Linked DNA regions of Rattus norvegicus: region 2 is linked to region 1. A link is a contact called in public Hi-C data. All regions are on one chromosome and are shown on one strand. Each heading gives the region's core, a stretch centred on a gene start, on an enhancer-like site or on the middle of the called end of the contact. The rest is flanking DNA. Distances are from core to core; before and after follow the strand shown. Region 1 overlaps Tes (testin LIM domain protein). Region 2 has its middle 74 kb from the start of Capza2.

Region 1 (6,769 bases), core at 3,165-5,664:
GCATGGCCTTGTTGGGCAATAAAAGGGAGGACAAGCCTTTGGTCCAGCCAAGGCTCGATCCCCCAGTGTAGGGAATGTCAGGGCGGGGAGGTAGGAAGGGGTGAGTGGATGGGTTGGTGAACACCCTCATAGAAGAAGGGGGAGGGGAGATGGGATAGGGCATTTGTGGATGGGAACCAGGAAAGAGGGTAACATTTGAAATGTAAATTAAAAAAATATCCAATTAAAAAGAAAAAGAAATGTCTACCAAGTGATTTTTTTTTTAATGCAGCCAGGGAGAGTCTTGAGTTTTCTAAGAAGTTACAGACAAACTCAGAAGGCAAGTTCTGATGTGCCAGGTCAATTTGAGACAAGGACTTCAAACTGTTCTTGGGTGGTGGTGTCTCTTTGGTTACCATAGTGAAGTTGGAAGAGCTTAAACACTACGTGTTACAAATTGCTTAAGAATGACTCAACCCTGAATCTCTTGCCTTTGGTGAAATTCATTTGAAACACTTGAGTGAATTTAGAAATCTATGCTTAAAGACCAGTCACTGTGGTACAGCCAGGGCTTATTAAAGAGAAAATCTATAGTACCTTGTTTAAAAATAAATAGTAAGCGCCCACCTCACAGGGGCAGCACCGTAGACCTAGCCTGGTGGCTCTGATACAGAAAAGCTGGTAGGATCACCAACTACAACCCAGGCCCAGATTCTAGGCTTTGAGTAGACCCTACCTCAACGTCTACCCCATCTATGAAACGCTGGATTATGGGAAGAAGACAATCCTGTAGATCCAAAGCTACAGAGTTTCTATGACACAGGCCAACAACAGGATATCTGAGAGGAGTTCCAGTGAGGATCCAGTATTGAGGGTATGACAGAAGCCAGAGGCCTCCAACCAGACTCACTGCAATGAACATTTGGAAGTAAAGATGTTTGGCCAAAAGGGTATCTTTGTGACACATTGTGATACACTGCAGCTTCCCCTGTGAGATGGTTTTGTCTTGGGATTTTTTGTTTGTTTTGATTGTTTTATTTTTAATTTAGGGTTTTAATTTTTTAATTCTTTATTTTGTTCTCTTTTTGGAGGAGGTTACAAGGATAGAGAAAACCGCATGGGACAGATGATATGAAGGGATGGGGAGATGAGTGGGATTGAAGTGTATGGTGTGAAATTCACAATCAATAAAAAGTGAAAAACAAAGAAATGATTAAAAAAAAATGCCCCAAATGTGAAGGCCAGTAAGCTACCTGAGGAACTGGGGTTCCTTAAGTGGAAGTGAATGAAAATAACAATAATAAAAACCAAAACACCAATTTCTCAAAATCATATGTATACCCAAGGTTATACAATTGTTCTATTTAGAGATGAACAGTGTACATGCAGCCTCCATGAAGGAGTTCATGATCAATAAGTATTAAGCATCATCTCTCATGAACAATGTGCAGAAGCTGATGCTAAGTCTGCATCTTCCTTTGAATTTCCTAGACCCCCACCTTCTCTTTCCTCACAGAACTCTCTGCTCTTGAGTTCCCACTGCTGTTCGGGGTCCAGGAAAAGCAGAGATCACTGTCATATCTTTTAATATCCAAGGTGGTGACTTTTGTGGAGAGAGAGGACATCTCCAGTCTTGCCCTAAGTACCAGCAATGGTTCTATGCTCTCTCCTGAGAGCATTTTGCTTCTGTTCACTGCAATGATGTGACTGTCAAATTCATGCTCTACCAAACATAAAAAACTCTAAGTTCTGCTTCTGAGAAGTGAACTAGAATGAGACTCTAATGAGAAAAAGAATTGAAAGAGCTTGAAGGGGCTTGCAACCCCATAAGAACAACAATGCCAACCAACCAGAGCTTCCAGGGACTAAACCACTACCCAAAGACATGGACTGACTCTGGGCTCCAACTGCATATGTAGCAGAGAATAGCCTTGTTGGGGCACCAGTGGAAGGGGAAGCCCTTTGTCCTGCCAAGGTTGGACCCCCAGTGCAGGGGAATAAGGGGGATGTATAGGGCGAATACCCGTATGGGGGAGGGGAGAGGAGAGAATGGGGGCTTATGGACAGGAAACCGGGAAGGGGAAGAATGTTTGAAATGTAAGTAAAGAAATATATCTAATAAAAAATTGAAAAAAGAAAAAGAATAGTATTAATCTATCAGTGCCAGGTAATTATAATTTAAAATAATGTTCTATATTGTTCACATTTGGAAAAAGAAACACACAAATCCAAATTTAAAATTTCAATTTTCTTCAACTTCCATGGAAGTTAGTGTTGGCTTTTGTAGCAAGAGAACTCTTAGTCACGGTGGAAAATGCCTCTGCTGCTGCACTGGTCAGCTGCCTCCTCTAGTCTTTTCTTACTGCTTCTACAGCAGTGGTGTTCAACCTTCTGAACGCTGTGACCCGTTTAGTACAGTTCCTCATGTGATGGTGATCCCAACCATTATTTCCATTGCTATTTCACTATAATTGTGTTACTGATATAAATTGCAATGTAAATATCCATTTCACATAGTCTCCTAAGACCCAGTGGGTTGAGAACCAGTGTTCTAGACTCTCGAAGAGGTCTTATTTCAGATTCCTCAGACTTGTGACATTCTTTACCTTCTTCAATCTCATGAGGGTCTTTCTTTCCTTAAGGGAATGTTTCTATTGAGAGGAAATTGATGTGCAGCAGGATATCCTGAGTACTAGAGGGAAACATAATCAGAAGGAATAAGCATCATATTCTTTGATAAGATAAAGTAATGCGAAAGCCTATTTCTTACAGCCACTTAGGAAGAAGGACCTTTAACTGAAGGATTACTTCCACCCAATTGGCCTGTGACCATCTGTGAAGTGCTTTGTCATTAGTATTTTTCTGACTTGTGTGTGAGGCATTTTCTTAATTGCTAATTGATGTAGGGGGGCCCTAAGTGTGCTCGAACTGTGTAAGGAAGCTAACTGACCAGGCCAAAAGGAACATGCTGGTAGAAACATTTCTCCACTCTGTTTCAGTTCCGCACTCGTAGGTTCCTGCCTGAGTTTCCCTCAATAAGGGATTCTAATCTATAAGCCAAATGTCCCCCTCCTGGAACTGTTTATGGTACTGATGTTTATCACAGCAACGGAGGCAAACAAGGTCATCAGCTAACAACAGACATGTCCAAGTATCTTGAGCACTTTTGAGCCAAGGAGGCCATGACCTTGTACTACGAGGACAAAAGAACTTCTGAGGGGAGAGCCAGGCCTGGTGGATCTACACCACGCCCACCTTTATTGTTCCATGATAGATACATGTAATTGTTCTCTTAGTGAATGACGCTTAGTGCCAGCCTTATTCTGTCTTAGCCATAGGGACAGCCAGGATGACTGTGGTGGTGTGAAGAGTCCATTCCGCTTTAGGCTCACTTTGCCAATGTCGGGGAAAAGTATTAAACTTCATAGTCAAAATGGACTGGAAAGTATGTGCTACTATTTAAGGCAAACCAAGGCAAAGAGTAGAGTGATGTGTATCTCACCAGGATAGTGTCAACACTGCTCTGTGTGCTCAAACTACAAAGGTACTTCTCACCATGGAGGAACCAGAAAGCAGAGGGGACGCAGTGTGCTTGTACTTGTAAGTACTTATGTACTTACTCCATGTGTGTGTGTGTGTGTGTGTGTGTGTGTGTGTGTGTGTGTGTGCGCGCTCGCGCGCACGTGCGTGTGTGTGCTTCTTACACCAACAGCGCAGTACTCAACAGTAACTAAAAACAAAACAAAACAAAAAAAAACCCAAACCAAACGTCCTGAGAATGTGTCAGAAAAACTAAACTTACTAAGACACAAAAATTCACTTGGTGGGGGTGCAATATGCAGGATGTGTGCCCAGCATGCACAAAACTCTGAGTCCAACCAAGAGACAGCATAAATCTAGGGTACACTGGTGCAATCCCAGCACTTAGAGAAAGACTTGAAGATGATCAGAAGTTCAAGGTCATTTTGTCTTGTAGTGGTTTTGAGCCATCCTAAGATACATGGGACCCTATCTCAAAAGAAAACAACCAACCCAGTTTCAGATTGAAGAAACACACACACACACACACACACACACACACACACACACACACACTCCCCAGAGTCCGCTAATAATCTAGAATCCAGCCCAAAAAACACCTAGGAAAATTTATAAGATCCTATTTATAGCTAGGCACAATGGGGCACACTTGAAATCTTAAAACTTGGGAGTCTAATGCAGAACTGAGCGTGTGAAGTAGGCTAGCCTGGGCTACCTAGTGAGACACCGTCGCAAAAAGAAGGAAAAAAAAAACAGAAAAAAAAATTTCTTCTCAAAACAACAAAGAAATGAAACACTTGACTCGTTTAAAGTTTAACTAAAAGAATGACAGGCTCCTGAATGACCTAAGAATTACTAGAAAGTCCTGGTTTAAATCTTTATGAAACCACTCTCTCTTTGTCTGCAATGAGAAATCCAATCTGTCTGCTGGATCAGCAGCTGCCTTTACTTTTGTCAGGGGAATTTTTTGCTCTTGGAGACAGCGCCCCCTGCTGTACACGATACTTAACTGCAGAAGGATTTTTCCACTCAACAAAAAGGACATAGGAAGACCATTATTAAAGTGAAAGAGGCTTTATTTTCAATATCATATAAGTCATTCCATTTAATATTTATAGTGCATAGTTATGTATGAAAGCATACACGGAAAACATTAAAAAATACCCAAGGATGCGCGTGCACAGGCAAAGAAGACAGCCTTTGTGTCTATAGCAAGCTCAGAGGTAGCACAAGAGAGTATCCATCTGGTAACATTGGAAATCATGCAAACAACTGAGTCAAGGCATGGCATTAAGGTGACATCAGCATGAGTTATAATTCCCTGGGTACAAAACCTATATATTCTTTGGGTTTCAAAAAAATTAAATGAATGGCCTACTTTTATCTTCTGGACAAAAAAACAAAAAAAAAAAATCTCTAAGAGCAAAGTGCACATATTGTCCTAACCACATACATATAAAATATTCAAGGCCACAGATGGAGGTCGCTAGATGACAAAAGAGGATACTGAGAGGTAAAGTAACCAGAGAGAGATGCAGGAGGGAGAGGCCCCTCTGCCTCCATGGGGGATGCAAAGGCTTAGGCACTGGAACACCCAACGTGGACCACACTGCCTGCCACAAGGAACTCCTCACTGAGCTGACGTCACCATCATCAAACCGCTCGACAGGCGGTTGTAACTTCCTTTACATTTCCCATGGGGGACAAGCATGGAAGTTAAAATGTTCATCTCTCCCAGGACACTAATTTTAAGTGATTTTATATATATATATATATATAATATATCTAGCACTAGGAGTATGCGGTTATAAGGATTGATTAAATTCAAGCTTCCAACTCAAATATTTAATGTGCAGAAATAAAAGCTATAATTCTTTACTGTTTTTTTTAAATCATGCGCTTAAAGCAGTCATTTAAAAATAAGACAGACAAAATTCATAATGGTTAAAAAGAGAAAAATATTGGACAAAATCTTCCGGTTCGTTATGTAGCTTTTTTTTTTCCTTTTATTTTTTATTTTTTTTTTAAACTGCAGTTTATCATGAAATGCAGGCCACTGTAGACAGCTATGGCTCAATACTGCTTGGTGTTCACTCAGGACATCATCTTCTTACACTCCACAGAACAGAAAACCATCCCTTCCACAGGCATGAACTTCTGCCCGATCAGGCACTTGCTGCAGCAGGAGCAGAGGAAGCACTCCGTGGACGCGTGCCAGCTGAAGTTATTGTACGTCACTCGCTGCACTTCCGGGTCGATGGCATTGTGGCACCCTTGACACACCTGCTCGGGGATGAATGGAGAAGAGGGTTAGAGACAGCGACATCTTTGTGAGACACTGTGCCGACGGGGCCCTGTATGCTGAGTGTGCCGAGAAATGGCAGGTGACGGACAGGGTGGGAGTGCGGTCCGTAGATGTCCCTCAGGGTGTAAATAGGAAGTTATGATGGCAAATCCCAAAGCACCGCACTTGTTTCCAGTCAAATTTTAGTAGATTTCACCGAAACAATTAGAAGGAATCTCTAAGACTGTTTTCCCGCACTCATTAACGCTCTGAAGTGGTAACATCACTAGGATGTGTCATGCCTAGGACACTGACACAGGTGACTGTTAACACCCACCAATTTCAAGAGAGTAGTAAACTAAAGTCATGCTCAAAATAATTAAGGATTTGAATAAAAGTACAGACAGTATTTGAAAACGAATGAGGGGTTCACACCATAAATATAACGTGTAGTTAATCAGCTTCTGTTCTGTCCTAAGTTTAGTCATCGTTTATCTGTGATCTATGCCATGAACTTTAATACCTCCCTTCCCTGCAGCACCCTTTGTTTTGTTTTGTCTGGGAGAAGGTATTCGGCCGGACCTAACTTCGTGATACTTCTCCTCCCTCCGCCTCCCGAGGGCTGTGATACCGGGTGATTTAGGTAGTGCTGTGCAGGAAACCCAGGACACCATGCACATTGTGTCAGGACAGTACTGACGGAGGTGGTATATTCCTAGCCCACCATTCAGTATCCTGGGTATGTTATACTCCAATATACTAATGAGGTAAACATACGCGTAATATTCTTAACTGATGATACACATGAAGAGAACGAGAAGCAGCCATTAATATTACAACAGAAAACCACCTCACGGAAAGCTTCAACGCAGGAGAGTCATTTGCATTGTTTATATATGACCTGAATAAAATGAGAAACATCTAAGATCTTGGTTTTACAACAGCTGAGGGAATACCATGTGGCAC
Region 2 (6,769 bases), core at 1,432-3,931, 500 kb before region 1:
GTCACCAAGGTTTAGAGAAACCTCTGCTGTGTTGAGCTCCCGTTGATTCATACGTAGTTGAAGGATGGGCTGGCACATCTGGTTTCATCTGGGCCCCTTCCCAGGGTGGAACATTTCTGGATTACCATACAAAGAGTTTCAGCAGGAGTCACTCTGGAGAGCTAGGCTGGAAGGAGGGAGACAGTGGTCAAAGGCTATTTTCTGTCCTCTTTATAGCATTTGGCCCAGTTGTTGCTGTTGTTGTTGTTATTATTGTTTTACCATGAAGATCTATTTCATAATACAAACAAACAAACAAACAAACAAACAAACACAAACAGCACAAAAGACTGAGGCAGAAAATTTAGGGCTGGGTTTTGAAGCAGGCAGGTGATGTAATCAGGTGTATGATTTTGACAGCTGTTTTTTTTTTTTTTTTGTCTTTTGGGGTTTTTTTGCTTTTTGTTTTGTTTTGTTTTGTTTTGTTTTGTTAGTTAAAAGGAGAAGATAAAACACAGTGGGCAGAATCGAGGGGTCGACCACTGTAATAATCTTGGACTTCTGAACCAAGTACAACTAGAAGGCATATTGTAAAGCTCATACATAGTATCCACATTGTCCTCATATCAACGTGTTTAAGATAAAAACCCATCCAACTATAGACATTTCATATGCTTACCATAGAGGGACTTATGTTTTTCTTTTTTTCTTTTTTTTTTGGTTCTTTTTTTCGGAGCTGGGGACCGAACCCAGGGCCTTGCGCTTCCTAGGCAAGCGCTCTACCACTGAGCTAAATCCCCAACCTCGACTTATGTTTTTCTTAACAGTTTATTTATTTATTTTTTTTATTTTTTTATTTTTTAGTGAACTATTGACTTTATTGGCATAACTTACAGGAACATGGATGACTCAGTGAAAGATGTGTCACTAAATAGCATTCTCCATCATTAATAGCAATGAGGGCTCACAAAGCTACACCCTTGAAACTTGTTTGCAGCTCCCCGAGTCATAAATGTCAGCTTTCCAAGACTTGTAAGGTTTACTTCCTGAGTCACACGAGCCTCTTCTCCTTATAGAAATGGATGCTTCAATTCAGAGGAAGTGGAAGTTAACAGAGCTGTGTTCCCTCCCTGCCTAAGAAGCTCGTGCAGCAAAGCTACAGACAATAGGATTCAATCTAGGACCTGAAGTCACAATCAGAACAATATCTTAGCCATCAAACAAAAATCAATGAAATTTGGTTTTGTATTAATCATGTTTTTTAAACAGGCAAAATAAAATACGTTATTATTTGAAGCTCTAGAAGAGATACATTTTGCTTTTATGTGAGCTTTAAGTGAAAATCTCAATTTTAATGCTCATTATAAGAACTGCATCTGAAAAAATAAAGTACTTTATCTGTTTGTTAACAGTTTATTTTAAATATTCCATAAATACTCATATCCACAGAGTAAAATGATGGGACAGATGTATAAAAGACAGTAACTTGTAAAGCATATGTATTTTCTGAATCACAGATTAATAATAATAATAATAATTAAAAAACCACAGTGTGACACATGCTGCTTTGGCTTACTCCCCCCCACCCCTATGAATCAACCAGTCCTGATTTTTTTTTTTTACTTTCCATCATTTTAAGCATTCATTTACTAAACTAACAGCATTTCATTAAGCGAGACTAATCCCTGAGAGCATTACCTTAGCCCATTAGCTTCCAGACAGGGCATTTCCTGGGATGAGATCATTATTCTTATTACTATTTATTCTGTTATTTTATTCTGTTTATATATTAAGTTCATCTTAGAGAAAATATCTGCATTGCTAGTTCTAACAATGGACATTTTCTTTCTGAAACATTTGGGTCAGCGATTTGATGCTTCTTCACCCAGGTGTTCCCAGAGACCCCCGTGGCTACCACAGAGGCTCTTACTCTTACGGCATAACAAATTAGAAACAGCTCTGCAGAAAGCTGGCACTGTGATATCTGGGTAGTTTTTCTTTACTGCGACTTCTGAAATTATCTCTGAGGATCATGTGACTGAAGTTGGGTTTCTTGGGGGCCGGTTTCACAAAGGTCCCTCGTTGGGTGTTTCTCCTTTACCACTGAGGAGTATGGTGGCTGTTTAGTCACGGTCGTGACGGAGAGAAGGCTTGACTTTAATGGAAGAAGCAGATGTGAAGGTAAGGACTTGGGCTGGCGGAGGGCACATGGCTACTTCCCCGCACCCGGCATCAGAGACAGAGCTAGAGACGCAGCCCAGGGGTGGGACTCCGAGATGCCATGTGCTGAGCCTCAGATTTGATTCTGAACACTGAAAAAATAAGGAAAGAGAATAGAGTAAGCAAAACGAAAACTAAAACAAATTAAGATAAAATAAGAGACAGACAGCAGACAGGCATAAAACCACTGAAAAAATTAGGAGAAACCACAGAAAGGTAGATGAAATATGGTACTAAAGAATTCCAGTCTGCCCAATAAAAATAGGAACTGATATTATGGCTCCTGGACCATAACCGAGGAACACAAATGGTTTGGGGGTAAAAACAATTCTGACATGTTTGGATGCCAAAAATTTTTTTGAGTTGATCTCTTTTGGCCTGGTAAGATTTTATGCATTTTTATAGTTCCAGCCAAGTGGTCTAAGGATTACTGGATGTGTCTGCCAGCCTGGAGCTCTGTGTTAGCACGAAGAATGTTCTCGTCTCACAGTGAACAAGTAAACGAATGAAGACAAAGGACTGCTTCCCACAGAAGGGATGGAAATTAATCGTCATCTAAGTCTTGAGCTGGTGCTCCAAAACAATGTGGGATTATTATTTATTTAAAATTGAAATTTCTGTTTATTCATGATGAAACATGGCCATTTTCTTCTCATTTTACTTCTTCAGTGCCACCTGAATAGCATTTGAAACTTAGTTTAGCTGGTCCTTTCACTGATAGCCTCTTCCTCTCTCTGTCTCTCCTTGTCTCTCCTTGTCTCTCTGACACTCACTCTCTCTCTCTCTCTCTCTCTCTCTCTCTCTCTCTCTCTCTGTGTGTGCGTGTGTCTGTCTCTCTGTCTTTCTTTCTGTGTGTCACTGTCTGTCTCTGTCTTTCTTTCTGTGTGTCACTGTCTGTCTCTGTCTTTCTTTCTGTGTGTCACTGTCTCTGTGTGTGTGTCTCTGTCTCTGTCTATCTCTGTCTCTCTGTCTCTCTGTCTTTGTCTCTCTCTATGTATCTCTGTCTCTCTGTGTGTCTCTGTATCTGTCTCTCTGTCTCTCTCTGTCTTTCTGTCTCTGTCTCTGTGTCTGTCTTTCTGTCTCTGTCTCTCTGTCTCTCTGTCTCTCTGTCTCTCTGTCTGTCTGTCTGTCTCTCTCTCTCTCTCTCACACACACACACACACACACACACACACACACACACACACACAAAGTGGTGAATGTCTCTGTAAGCATCCACATGTGCTAGTTGGAGGTTAGATGTTGGCATTAGGCCTCTTCCTTTACCCCTCTCTGCCTTGTTTTATTTGAGGCAGTCTATTACTGAGCCCCCAGAACTTACCTATTAACTAGATTGGTTGACTATAGAGCCCCAGGATCCTCCCATCTCCAACCCCCCCCCAAGCTGGAATTACAAATATGCATTGTTAAGCCTAGGCATTATGCTTTTTTATTTTTTCAAGAATTCCATACGTTAATACTGTATTTGTATAACTATACTACTCCCTCCCCTCACTCCCTTTTACATTTATGACCTCTTCTGTAACTATTGTCTGACACACACGCACACACACATGCACACATGCACGCATGCACGCACACACAAACTACCCAGTCCATTTACTGCTGCTTGTATGTACAAGTGTTTAGGACTGGCCATTCGGATTAGATAAACTCTTGGGGAATCCAAGGCCTTTTTAAAACATGGGTGCTAGAGATTTGAACTCAGGTCCTCAGGCTTATGCAGTTAGCACTTCATCCACTGATCTCTCTCTAGACCCCCTATTCCTTATTTTTTTAAACCACAGCAATAATAAAGGATGAAGAGATATTGTTTAGATATTAATTATGCATACTATTATATAGATCATACGAGACAGTGGAAAAGGGAATACTGGGGTGGAACAGTTCAAGGGTACACGTGAGGAGTGGGATAGGGAGAAGGGGGAAAGGAGAGGAAGCAGGGGAGGTTTCAACCTAAGCTATACAGGAAAATGTTATAAGGGAACCTGCTACTTTGTATGGTAATCCAAAAATAAAATACATTATTATAAATAAGTAAAATGAAAAAGGTAATTCGCATGAGCCTTCTGAATCCACATTTTTTAACAATAAGAAAAACACATTCACCGGAATAATTTTTAAAGCATCCAGTGAAGGAAAGAGAGTGAGGGCAGACAGTCCTTCCATTTCAAGCATTTGTTCAGTATTTGCCTTGAAGCCAACACAGCTCTAGCTGGTTGACAGGGCAGTCAGCCCGGCTAATGATGGGTTTTCATTACCATAGGTATGCTTTTGCAATTTTCCTAGATTTCTGTTCCAGGGTCACATGGTAAGTCAATAGTAGTTATAAACCTCTCAGCGTTGTGATCAATACCCTTTGGCTGATGTAATCTAGACCTTTGCCGTGATTTACAACAAAGGACAGTTTGGGCAGCCTCTGTTTTATTACCTTCAATTCACCAACTGAAATATTTCACTGGCTATGACTGAAGTTCTTTCCATTTTTGTGATAGATAGGGAATTAAGATAGTCCAGAAGAAAAAGGTCAGGTTTGACGAGGGAAACCAGCAGTAGGTGTTGTTTCCTCTGAGGCACAATGCCCTCATGCCTTTCTGTGTCACAGCATTATCTCACGTGCCAGACAGAGTCGTGTCTGTGTAGCTCCCTGTGTGTAGTCATCTGGATGGAGAAGGATGCCCATGAAGTATTCCTTAGCTTCTCAGCACATGATGTGCATCAGAACAACCCAGGGCATAAGTTACTCTGCCGGAACCGGAATAGTCAGTAACTACTCACTTGAGCGAAATAAAAATATTAACAATCTTTAAGCTGTGGGGGCTGTGACTCTATCATTGGCCCTCAAGCGAAATTCCTAGAATTTTATATGAATTGTTATTTTCCATGTCTTTTGTGGATCCCAGGTCTGAAGATTAAACAAGAGAAAAAGGAAACCAGCCATTGTCAGAGTGGCAGGGAGTAGTGGGAGCTTCAGAGAAACATGGTGGGCTGGTGTCCTTCAGGCGTCCTGCCCTGGAACAAAAGTGCCACCACCTGGACACTGTTTTGTCACGCTCTCCATTTGCACACTCACTTTCCCATCTGTATGCTCAAGGATGAGAAAGAATCAGATGAAGGTTCGCAGGTAAACATCTGTAAGGTCCTTTCAGAGCAATCACAGGCTACCCTTTATGTGGGCTTTTGTTGTCCAAGACTAAAGATCACAGTAATATTCCAGTTACTCAGCAGCAGTGGAAATCAGCTGTTTTGAACTCTCATTTTCAGTCCTGAAACACTCTTGTGAGTTAAGAAGGACCAGTCTATTTGACAGCTGAGGAACTGAGTTTAGGGAAGAAGTTCAGTTCATGGCTAAGTCAGAGCTTGGTCTTATTGTCCAAGAGCCTACCATTTTTGTATTAACTGTGATGCTTCTTGAAAGACATTTTATGGATCTATGAAAAGCCAAGGTGTATTATTCCTATTGTTCCCTAGTTAAGTACTTGCTGTCTATCTTATCCATTGAATTCTTTAGAGTAAGGACAGGTTTACATCCTCATTACCTAACAGCACCCGACATAGAAGCTGCCTGAGAAGTATTTGTTAACCTAAGTGACAGTCAATTTCTTTGCTATCATATTACTCTTATGTTTTGAAATAAATTGGGAAGGTGTCATCATCTGAACACTTGGTATATCTTTATTTACCATGAATAGAATCTTCCTTAAAGGTCAAAGAGTAAAAATATGATTGGTGTTTGGATCATGAGATGAAAATATATTTCCACAATTAAATAGTCAGAACATCAAACAAAGCTATGCAAAATGTCTTAGTTTTCCTTTTCTATTTCTCTCTCTCTCTCTCTCTCTCTCTCTCTCTCTCTCTCTCTCCCTCTCCCTCTCCCTCTCCCTCTCCCTCCACCCCCTCTTGTGTGCCCGTGCATGTTTTGCATATGTGTGTGTGTACTTTGGTAAGGCATGTGTGCATGTGGAGGCCTGTGGTTGATGTAGGGTAGCATCCATTAATCGCTCTCTATCTTCGTTCAGGGTTTCTATTCCTGTGATAAAGCATCATTTCCAAAGTTAGCTTGGGGAGGAACTTACAGCTACAAGTTGCAGTCCATCATCAATGGACTAGGGTAGGATCTCAAGCAGGGTAAGAACCTGGAGGCAGAAGAAGCAGAAGCCATGGAGGAGTGTTGCAGACTGGTTTGCTCATGGCTTAATCAGTTTGGGCTCCTTTGCCTCCTCCATCTCCTGCTCTTCCTGCTCCTCTTCTTTTTTCTCTCCCGTTTTTCTTTTCTTCTTCTTGTTCATTTTCATCAACTTTTTATTGATTTTTTGTGAATTCATTTTATGTACCCCAATCACACTCATATCCCAGTCCCTCCACCCTTGCGACCTTCTCCCCAAAAGAAAAGTATCTCGATCTAGAAGCTACAATGTTTCACAGTGTGTCACACAGTAAATCCTTTCCCCAAAGAGCTTTACTTGCAAATGTTCATTGCAGTGAGTCATTGGTTTGGTCTGAGGCCTCTGGCTTCTGCTCTACTATCAATACTGGATCCTCACCAGGATTCCTCTTGGATATTCTG

Evidence for each region. Hi-C and Micro-C count contacts between places; a contact is called where the count stands out from the background.
Region 2: a contact with region 1 is called in a Hi-C map of the A7r5 cell line, with 14 times the contacts expected there. The contact joins two enhancer-like sites. A contact is called at or near these places in 12 of 12 Hi-C or Micro-C datasets (the A7r5 cell line, the Rat2 cell line, Schwann cells and 7 more).

What each region holds. Positions count from the first base shown.
Region 1 is chr4:46,367,591-46,374,359 of GRCr8, reverse strand. It overlaps Tes (testin LIM domain protein), which reads right to left. Exons shown (of 7, transcript NM_001039344.2): 7 at 4,578-5,802. The coding sequence ends at 5,614. Among named protein-coding and RNA genes, the nearest start is that of Tes, 40 kb to the right of the region's middle. Within about 2 kb of position 4,414, at least 4 of the 93 cell types and tissues checked have an H3K27ac peak or open chromatin away from gene starts, as enhancers often do. A contact at or near this core is called in the A7r5 cell line, where this site is marked.
Region 2 is chr4:46,866,318-46,873,086 of GRCr8, reverse strand. No RefSeq gene overlaps it. Among named protein-coding and RNA genes, the nearest start is that of Capza2, 74 kb to the left of the region's middle. Within about 2 kb of position 2,681, at least 4 of the 93 cell types and tissues checked have an H3K27ac peak or open chromatin away from gene starts, as enhancers often do. A contact at or near this core is called in the A7r5 cell line, where this site is marked.